Regions from separate parts of the Gossypium arboreum genome. Here region 1 is linked to region 2. The links are chromatin contacts, called in public Hi-C maps. All regions are on one chromosome and are shown on one strand. Each heading gives the region's core, a stretch centred on a gene start, on an enhancer-like site or on the middle of the called end of the contact. The rest is flanking DNA. Distances are from core to core; before and after follow the strand shown.

What was found. Hi-C and Micro-C count contacts between places; a contact is called where the count stands out from the background.
Region 1: a contact with region 2 is called in a Hi-C map of leaf, with 4 times the contacts expected there. The contact joins the promoter of LOC108463815 here to the promoter of LOC108461877 in region 2. A contact is called at or near these places in 2 of 5 Hi-C or Micro-C datasets (both in leaf).

Annotation. Positions count from the first base shown.
Region 1 is chr13:118,913,385-118,918,974 of ASM2569848v2, reverse strand. It overlaps LOC108463815 (5-methyltetrahydropteroyltriglutamate--homocysteine methyltransferase-like), which reads right to left and starts at 3,754. Exons shown (of 12, transcript XM_017763746.2): 1 at 3,605-3,754; 2 at 2,416-2,768; 3 at 2,235-2,322; 4 at 1,771-1,898; 5 at 1,293-1,684; 6 at 1,028-1,191; 7 at 790-870; 8 at 495-661; 9 at 304-409; 10 at 1-226. The coding sequence starts at 2,765.
Region 2 is chr13:118,773,570-118,778,424 of ASM2569848v2, reverse strand. It overlaps LOC108461877 (FH protein interacting protein FIP2-like), which reads right to left and starts at 3,126. Exons shown (of 11, transcript XM_017761849.2): 1 at 2,877-3,126; 2 at 2,381-2,490; 3 at 1,514-1,648; 4 at 1,047-1,202; 5 at 582-665; 6 at 438-484; 7 at 273-346. The coding sequence starts at 2,919. It overlaps LOC108461535 (a long non-coding RNA gene), which reads left to right and starts at 3,310. Exons shown (of 5, transcript XR_001867780.2): 1 at 3,310-3,523; 2 at 3,771-3,818; 3 at 3,936-3,998; 4 at 4,114-4,430; 5 at 4,540-4,733.

The DNA.
Region 1 (5,590 bases), core at 2,505-5,004, 140 kb before region 2:
ACCAGTTGAGGATGGTAACAGGCCCAGTAAGCATTCCCTTCATTGGGCGTGCAGTCATGCTTTGTGCGGTAGATGACCAGAAAACAGTCATTGGCTTGGGGCGGCTAACATCACCGTAGATGATTGGTGGCTTGACACATCGAGATCCGTAAGATTGCACCCATCCATTAACAGTGAATGCAAAACCAGACAACTGCTCACCAAAGTACTCAACCATATCGTTTCTCTGCATGGTTATAGGTAATAGTTGAGTATGCTTGCCAAGAAGCAAATGAAAAGACCAAAAGGAGAAGGTACACTCACCTCAGGCTCTCCATGAACCAAGACATCAATGTCAAGCTCTTCCTGAAGGTCAACAACCTTCTTAATTTCCTCCTTAATGGCTTTAATGTAATCATCCTCAGAGATCCTGGAGTAAGAGACTACTAGTTAAAAGACTGGTAATATTGTCATTTTACATAAAGATATCACTGAAAATTTCCTGATTAACTCACTTGTTAGCCTTGAATTCACGACGAACTCTCCTGAGCTCCAAGGTTTGAGGGAAAGATCCAATGGTTGTGGTGGGGAGGATTGGAAGGTCAAGCTTTTTCTGCTGGGCATCGAGTCTAGCACTAACATTAGTTGCACGACGGTGATCAGAGCCCTTCAAAGCAGCAGCCTGCAAATGCAAGCACCGAACATAACAAGGTAAGCAAAGAGAGATTTTCACAACAAAAAAAAAAAAAAGATTACTGCAGAGAAGTCACATGAAAGAAAATCAGAAATTTAGTTTATCGAAACACTTACAGCCTTTTGAACAGCCTCGTTAGTCACTCTTGGGGAGGACTTCCTTGAAGCCTGAGCAGCAGCATTGGCAGAGAAGAAGGCCTAAAAATGGATGAAATAATTAGAAAGTGACTTGGTATCATCCAAATATGGAGAAAGCACCAAAAGGCCAACCCCAAAGGCATAAGACCCATATCAAGATGCTATCCTAGTTCATAGAAAACCAGAAATAAACAAGTGGCAAGATTAAATGGGATACCTCATCCTTCTGACCAGCCAATGCCTTGGCAAGTGCATTGACTTCAACAACTTTCTGGGCAGCAAATGCGAGCCACGATTTGATTTCATCGTCTAGCTTAGTCTCATTCACTAGATCAACAGCGGTGTGGAGAAGCGAGCAGGATGTGGACACCACCAGGTTTTCTGTACGTCAGAAAGTGATTCATAAACATCAGTTATAATAAATAACAAAATTGTCAAACTTGCAATCTATAAGCCATCAAAAGCAAATAAAAATAGCATACCTTTGCCAACAACAGCCTCAAGCTCCTTCAAAGTGCTGAGAGAAGCAGCAAGATCATTGGCCCAAATGTTCCTTCCATCCACAACTCCAGCAAAGAGGTACTTGCCCTTAGGGAAATTGCTCTTGACCAAATCAAGAGTCTGGGCTCCACGAACCAAATCCAAACCATAAGCAGTGACACCCTTCAACCCAATGAGTGTCTTGTATGCCTCAGCAGTAAGATCAGCAAAGTAGGTCTCGATCAATACATTCAAGCCAGAGAGAGAGGATTCCAAATCATCATAAGCAGCTGTGAATGCTTGCAATTTGTGAGAGTCAAGATCCAAGACAAGGGTCGGTTCATCAAACTGAATCCAGGAAGCACCAGCTGCCTTAAGGTCAGATATAACTTCCCTGTAAAGAGATTCCATGTTAATAATGGCAAATCAGAGCAGTTAAATCAATAATAACTTGAAGACATAAAAAGAAACAACTCTTACTTGTAGATAGGGAGGATTTTGGGGAGGAGGGAGAGAAGAGAAAAGGTCTTATCAACACCCTTTGCAGGTTTAGAGAGCAACAAGTATGAGACAGGGCCGATAAGGACCGGGACTGTGTTAACTCCAAGCTGCATGTGGAACAGATAATCAGCACCCAAGTTTCATGATAAGACTAATATCAACAAATAAGAACTAGAAAAACATAGCATACAATCAAGCAGGTCTAAGTAATCACTACTCCGAATCTCACTCGAGCATTCTCAAAAAATTAACTCTTAGAGAGCTATGAACTATTACTTGAATCTAATCCCAAATTCAGACAACCATTTTTTTACTGCATTTGAACTTATAAATCCTACTAGGCTAACTGTTCTAATTTCCTAAGCTATTAGCATTAGAATACATGAAAAACCAAAATCCACTTTGTTATCAAGTGTATATATATACAGATTCGGGGAACATACCGCCTTAGCTTCCTTGTACTCATCCACTGCCTTGTGAGATGCATAAGAGAAGTTAACATCAGGTCCCAATTCAGGAACAATGAAGTGGCTGAAACAACAAATAGAGTACACTTTAAGTTTTAGTATCATAAAACTCGGCAATCAGTCAATAAGGTAATGAAGACCAATGATGGCAACTTACTAGTTGGTGTCAAACCACTTAGTCATTTCCATTGCAGGGACAGAGGCATTTCCTCTGGCCATGGAGAAGTAAGTGTCAAATCCGATCTCACCACCACTCCAGCCGTATCTAGGTGGAACAGCTCCGAGCATGGATGTGGCATCGAGCACCTGGTCATAGTAAGAGAAAGTATTGCTGGGGATGTACTTGATCCCAGCATCAGACATCTGTTTCCAGATGGATGACCTGAGATCAGCAGCAACCTTTTGCAAATCCTCGGCACTGCTCTTCTTATCCCAGAAGGATTCCAAAGCAAACTTAAGCTCTCTCTTTGGTCCCATACGGGGATATCCAACAATGTGGGAGGCCATTTTCTGAATCATTTAAAATAAACAGACAAATTCAGCTTTATTATATAGAATTCAAATCTAAAAAGATTATAAATTTATATGTCTTATCTATATCCCTGAACTGAAAATTCAATAGAATCAAAGCTCAAATCCATGATAAACCTGCAATGCAGCATGGACTGATAGATCCAAAGCTTACTTCGCTTTAGATCTATAGCAAGAAACTAATGGTAACAGTCTCTAGATCTATAACTTCCATGACAAAAAGAATGGATCTAATTCAATTGCTTTCAAGACGGACAAAACAGAAAGATACGCTGAGGAAACAGATCAAATACTAAAACTAACCAATAGATCTGACCAAAAAAAATAGACAAATTCTTTAATGATTCCAAAAACCCAAGTTGGATAGACAGCAAAAAAGAGGCTGATCAAAGCTTATACTTTCTAGTAGATTTAAGCAAGACTTTTTTCTTTTTTCTTTTTTTCGAAAATGGAATTTTTAAACCATATCAAGGGAAACCCAGAATGAAAACCGACGGGTATAGTTCAAATGCTGGCACACATCAGCAGATCTCAATCGAAAGTCCAATTTTAGTAATGTTTTGTACAAAACCCAAGTAATAAATGGGAAGTTCAAATCATATTAATGAAAACCCAGAAAGAAAATCATCAGGGAAAGTAGGAAAGCTGACAATTGACAGTAGATCTCAGCATAGGGAGACACAAATCTTTAAATGTTTTAAAGGAAAAAATTTGATTCAACTTCAAATTTTTGGCAAGTTTAAATGATTAATTAGAATTAATTAAATTGAATAATAACAGAGCAGCCATGAGTTAAAAGAGGAGCCGAACAGCACCTTAATAGAAGGAACTGGTAAGAAAATCTAAAGAACCCTTTAGATATAGAGAGAGAGGAAGAAGAGGCACGATTTGTGAGAGCGGAGGTGCTGCCCTTTTATAGCCAAAAATATGGTGGCCGCTCCATTTCAATTCCCCAAAAAAATCCCAGATTTTTATTTTCTTTTTTTAGTTTTTTATCATGAAAATGGAAAATGTAAACTAAAGCCTACGCGCGCCTCTTTCTTGATTTTCGCGTGGGATTGTTTTCAACGAAACACGTATTCTCGTCTTACTTGGATTTTTTTTATTTCATTTTTCAGCTTAGTTTTTAGTTGGAGTATAGTGGTAAAATCATATAAATTTTGATTCTATTTTGAATTCAACTTATTTTAAGTTTAATTCAATTAATTTGTACTAACTCGTAGATTAATTTATTTTTTATTTTTTCCAAAATTCAACTAATCTATTTGATTCAAACATTATTAAAATAACCTAATAATTTGTCTTTATTTTTAGTTAATGCTGAAATTTTAATCAAAAGTTGGGCACATATAGTAGAATAATATGAGAGTCACATTTGAGTTAACGGTAAGCAAAATCTAATTTAATTTGAAAAATGTTTTTTGAAGTTTAAGTTTATTAAATAGAGTTTTTTTTTCAAATCAACTGGAATAAGTAATTTTATTTTTAAATTTGATTCGAGTTGAATTTTACAATTTAAATATCAATTTGATGTAAATATCTTTTGTGACCTTGATAGTTTTGAAAATGAGTAAATTAGTTTCTCTCAAAATAATTATAAAATTCAAAATATTTATAATTTTTCCAAAATTTATAAATATATATTAAAAAATAAAATTACTAAAAAACCTTAAAAATATGTAAGAATGCTAAATTATATTTTTTTAAAATCCCAAATGATAATGTTGAGGCCTTAAACAAGTAAATTGTCAAATCAAGCTTATCATATTAATTATCTTTTTTTCTCTTAATTTATTTTAAAAGAGTTTTAAATATATATGGTATACATGATCTTTAAGTTGGAATCTAATAATATTACCAAGAAGATTTATGGTCGGTTTAATTTTTGAATTTAACTTAAACAAATTTATTCGATTTAACTTGATTAAGAAAAGTTTATAATCAAGTTAGAATGATTAAATAAAACTCGTCAATTTGACTAACTTGAAATTTTTCATTTGGTTTAACTTAATCCGACCATATACTCACCTCTTTACCTAATAACAAAAGTATTATGTTGTAGTCGTAAAAGCTTAGGTTTGATCTTAAGTAACCCCACTCCTCACCTCCAATTATAAAAACAAAATGTTGTATTGAATTACGCCATGTGTTAAAAAAGTGTTATTAAATCTTTTATTAATATGAATATCGAGTTTAATCTTTAAATATTTTCAGATAAAATATTATAAAATTTAAGGAATTTTATTCTTAATTTTATAGTAAATTCAGTTTCAGTAAATTAAAGATATTTATTATCAAATACTTGTTATATTTTAATATTTAATTAAATCTATTAAATTGATAGATTAAGTAAAATCCATACCACATAAAAATCATTTTTGTTTAATGGTTTTATTCTAAAGTGTATAAAAATAGGAGTCACATATTCTCGTGGGCTCACACTTCCTTTCTTTTTTTCTTTTACTTTCTGTATACTAAATGATTGATGAAATGTGGATAAGATTTTTTTAATTAGTAATTAGAATATATGTAGAAATAAAACTTACATGAAATTTAAATTCAGTATAAATATATATATATATAAATAATAATTATACATGTTGAAACTTAAACTTAAAATTTTAAATATCTCTAATTATAATAATCAAAATGATTTTAATTATTAAATCAAAATAAATGGCTCTAAATTTTAGATTTTATATTTATCTTACTTTATTAAAATAAAACCAACAATGCTCAATCTTTCCCTTCGTTTTTCTTTTTAACATGTAGTTTTTCAATAAATAAACAAAAACTTAATA
Region 2 (4,855 bases), core at 1,877-4,376:
AACGTAATTAATGATGATACATCAATATTTAAACCTTAACAGTAAATAGTAGCATTTAGCTAAGTTACTTGGGCACTGGTCTGAATGTTCGCTATGGATATGTTCAATTTTTCTGTTTCAGGAGTTCCATGTATTTGAAGAGTCTTTATAGGACTGTATCTCTATATCTATATCCAGACATGCGTCTAACATAGGTATTGGACTTCGCTACTTCAAGAATATAGACATTTAGTAAGAAATCTACTAACTATAGAAAGATGGCAAGTATTTGCCTTGAAGATTTGCACTCTGAAGATTCGCCCCAGCTAGTAAAGCCCCACGAAGATTTGCCCCGGTAAATTCACACCTTCCCTAGGCAAGAAAAAAAAACCCGTTGCAAACAAAGTTCACAAGAAAATGCACTCTCCAAAAAGGATAAATAATTCTGAGGATCTTACTCGCGCAAAGTTGCATTGTGAAAATTCGAACCCACAGCATCCACATCCTGTTACAAAAACAAAGATGTTTATTATAAGTATGGGCTTAAATTTAATTAAAGCATTGACAGTTAATCACATACTTCACTTAAGAATCAGACATACCCGAAATTTTGCACACTGAAGATTTGCACGTGAGAAAAATACGTTTTTGAGACAGGCAAAGCTGAAATCCACTAATGAAAGATCCTGAACAAATAAAGAGGGAAAAAGAGATGATGAATCCAAAGTGCAATAACAAGCGGCATTACATTACTTCTGCTTCTTCATTAGACTTGAAGTTGAACCACAGGGGATCAAATGATAATAAAGAGACATCAAACATTCAGATTAAAACTAAAACTCACACACACATACAACAATCCAAAAGAAAATGCCACAAATAACCACCATCATCATGGATCAGCGAAAATGAGAAAACTAGTATTAGATCCAAGAGGCATGCACAAAAGCTACAAACAGAAGACCAATGAGACCGGGTCTCGCTTCCTGCGAACAAGGATTCTACTTCTCGAAAATATGAGTTTCCCACAAGATTTTGTCAAAAATTTGGGGTCAGAAATTATTTACCAATTTAGAGAGATCAAGGCAAGAAAGGTTAACTCCTCGAAATTTAACTCGTTCAGACTGTATGCACTTGATGATATCGGTACGCGTCAATTCTGCTGGAGACTTTTCATCTTCCTTCCTCTTATTAAGAACAGAACTGACTCCTTCTATTAATCCCTGAATCATATCACATAATACCGTCACTGAACAAAATTTCAAGAGATCATACCATGGGCTGCAAATAACAAGCACCACTCTCAAACAACGGCCTATGACCAAAACTATAAGGTGACAGTGGGCAAGGGGTGGTCAACGCATAAACCATTGTGATCTATATAGATCACTGTATTTGGTAAGGCATTCAGTGACCCAACAGTGCAGTGATCTTAAATCATTGAGAATTATTAGAATTGCACATTAAATATATGAATTAAGAACTTGGTTTCTGTCAAATAGCTGTTGATGTTTCCCATAACAATATGACTTACGAGTAGCTGGTAATATTCTGCCTCTCGTATAAGCTCTGAATATTCAGAATCTGTCAATGTCGGTACAACGCCATCCCTTAACCAGTTTAGAATATGCCTGAAATGCTTTCCATCTCTGTCAACAAAGACATATCCCTGCAAGAGTATTGAGGAATATGACTATCTGCACTCAAACAAAGTCGCTTCACAAAAATTGATATGAAAAGCACATATATCTTATTTCCCTTATCCTCCTTTTGAGGTTTACTGTAAATAAATAATGTGCTGGTGGAAAACAAAATAAGTTTGCATTGCTACTCAAAGAAACATAACTATCAAGAACCAAAAGTTCAGTGCTATCAGTAGTATGTTATCATGATCTAATCAAATGCCTGCAATAATACGTAAGGTTTAGTCAATAAAAAACTATAATTACCACTTGCATTTTGTGGTCAATGTCTTTTCTGGAAAGTGAAAGTAACATCAAGACCTTGAAATTTTCTGAAATCTGATATGAACTGTTATTACGTGAATCGAATACAATACAATACGATTTACTGATTCTTAATAATTTGTTAGACAAATAATATAACTAGCTTCAAGCCTATCATGCATGATAAATATAACATACACAACACCTGTATCTAAACTACTGCAAAGGTGAAAATCAAATCCTTCAAGTAAACAGAAATCTTTATGCCGAAATTAGAAAAAGTATATCGCACCAAACAGAAACAAATAGAAAAGGCTGAACTTCTTTTTCAGCCACATTTCCCAACGAAAACAAAGATACATCCCCTAAGAATGCAAAGGAAACTGCAGAATATTACTCGTAAGTCCACATAACAATAATGGTATGTGTACGCAAAGGAAAAGAACAGTATATACCTTCTCAGAGTCCTGATACACTGTATGTCGACTGCTAAACACAGCAGCCAGCATAGAATCTGGCTCACGCCGAGTTAATGTATCAATGGTAGTACAAAATTTCTTCCCTCCTGCACATCAAATTTTCATTCAAATGAAGCTATAGCTTTAAATTTAAACTAAAACTAAATTAGTTACAAAATTCAACTCCACAATCTTTTTACATCAAAAACAACTAAAACTTAAAAGATAAGTGACACCCAGAAAAGCAAATGCAGCAAGTTCACATGTACGTACATCAGGTTCCTGATTCAGAAAATGCCCAATTCAGAAAATCAAACAAAGGTGTTTAACTTAAACCATTAATCAAAGCTGAAGAGCTAAGAGAAAATTTTGGGGTTTTCTTGTTTATTAATGAACCGATCGAAAAGTCTTTTAACTTTTTACTAAATTAAGCAACTGGCTGGGAATTGATGAAAGATTATGTAGAGATTACTTGAAAAGCAGAGAATTTTACCGATGCTGAGTCGAACAAGCGTAGGCAAATTGGAATCTTCCATCAGAAAAGATGAAATGAAAATCGTCAAAATTAAATGACTTGTTGCAGCAGGCAAGCAAGCAAGCAATTGTTTGGGGGAATGCTGCCATTGCCGTGGGCTCCCTAAGTTTGTCAAATGGATCTTCCGTTGGGTATTTTACTGGTTTTGTCGGCAAGCATGGCCCATGGGTCGAATCTTGATTCGGGTCATAGTGAGAGCTGTCCCAGGATCCGGTTCTGAAAACGGGTTTTATGGATTTGGGTCTCCTGGATTTATATATAAATAACTAGTCTTTTTTTACCCCTACAATTTACAGACTGATTCGTGTCTAAATTAATAATATTAAATAAACTTAAAACATGCACCAAAACAAACAAATTAAAAAAACTAAACAGAAAATTAATATAAACTTCCAGTCTGATCACAGCTAGAATCCAATTAGCATATCCGTAATTAATGCACCGATTCTAGTCCCTAAAAAAGCGATTTCCAAACCCATCAACTATCCCACTTTCCCTTTTTTCTTTCTACGCAAATACCACCTATCGAACAACCCTCAGTCAGGTTCTCTTCTTCTCCACAAATTCACCTCCGATGTTTCTTGCTCAGGGACCCTTCTGATCAGGTATGCTCGCAAATCTTCTTTCATTGCCTCTTTAGCTAAGTTATGAGCCATAAGATTTGTAGATCTGTATGTATGTTGAAAGGTTATTTGGTGAAAAGATTACTTTTGCTGCTGAATGTTCTGTATTATACCCCCAATCACCGATTTATCAGTCTTATCTAATTTACTTTTTTTTTATTGATACTGAGTCTCATTCGATGATAACTAATGTGAACCCTATCTGTTTTCCCATAACCACTGCTTGGAGGCAATGGAACCAACTGGTGGGCACCAACACATAGACTTGTGCCTCGTGGTAAAATCCCGAACCTCACACCCCTCCAGTTCCTTAATATATCTGTTTATCCATGTAGCAACTTCTGGGCCCGTACCTTTCTTTGCCTCGTGTAATCCTTTGTTTTTGTCCTTTCAGATCGCCCACAAAGGGCAACAAAATACTCGACATTGAATGCTGGAACTATTCTTGAACACTCAGGTAAGTCTCTCCCAGTGGAACAAAATCAAATCCGTTAATACCCATTCCAGATTCAAATTAATCCAAACTTCTTGCGTCATTGGGCATTCTCTGAAGATATAATTAATGTTTTCAGCAGTTACTCCACATTTGGGACATACTACCACCGATAGCAATCTCTTACACCGAAGATTAACAAAATGATGAATAAAATTCCAAGAAATTTTCCAGATTAGGATTTTAATTTTCCCTGGAATATGAATATCCCACAAATTTTTGTAAAATAAATTAGCCTCAGTCTTTAAATAATTAGGAAGAAAGCCATGTAAAAATTTGTAAGCACTTCGCACAGAGAATTCCCCAGAGGCCTCTCCCTTCCATACCATGAAGTCCGTATGAGGTTCCATTGCTACGGGAATTCGCACAATTCTATTTGCCTCTTCTCTAGAGAAGGTAGAATAAATTAAGTCAAAATTCCATTCTCTCTTTTGTTTATCAATAAGATCCACCACTTTATTGAGTTCAGTGTCATTCCTAATTGATTTTGCCTTTTAACTTACAGATCAAAGGAGCCACGCATCAGCAGCAATTTAAATATTCTAGCCCGTTCCCACCCTCCAACAAATCCCAGTCTTTAGCAATCCTTTAGCTGCCCATACACTCTTCCAGATATATGAAGGTAGTTGTCCTAACTCAGTTGGAATGTACTTAGCCTTTAGAACTTTCATTAATAATGAATCTGGATAATTAAGAATACACCAGCCTTGTTTAGCTAATAACGCAACATTAAATTTGGATAAACTACGGAATCTCATACCCCCATTCTCCTTAAGATTGCAAAGTTGTTCCCAACCATTTTCGCCCTTGTCCTTTTTCCC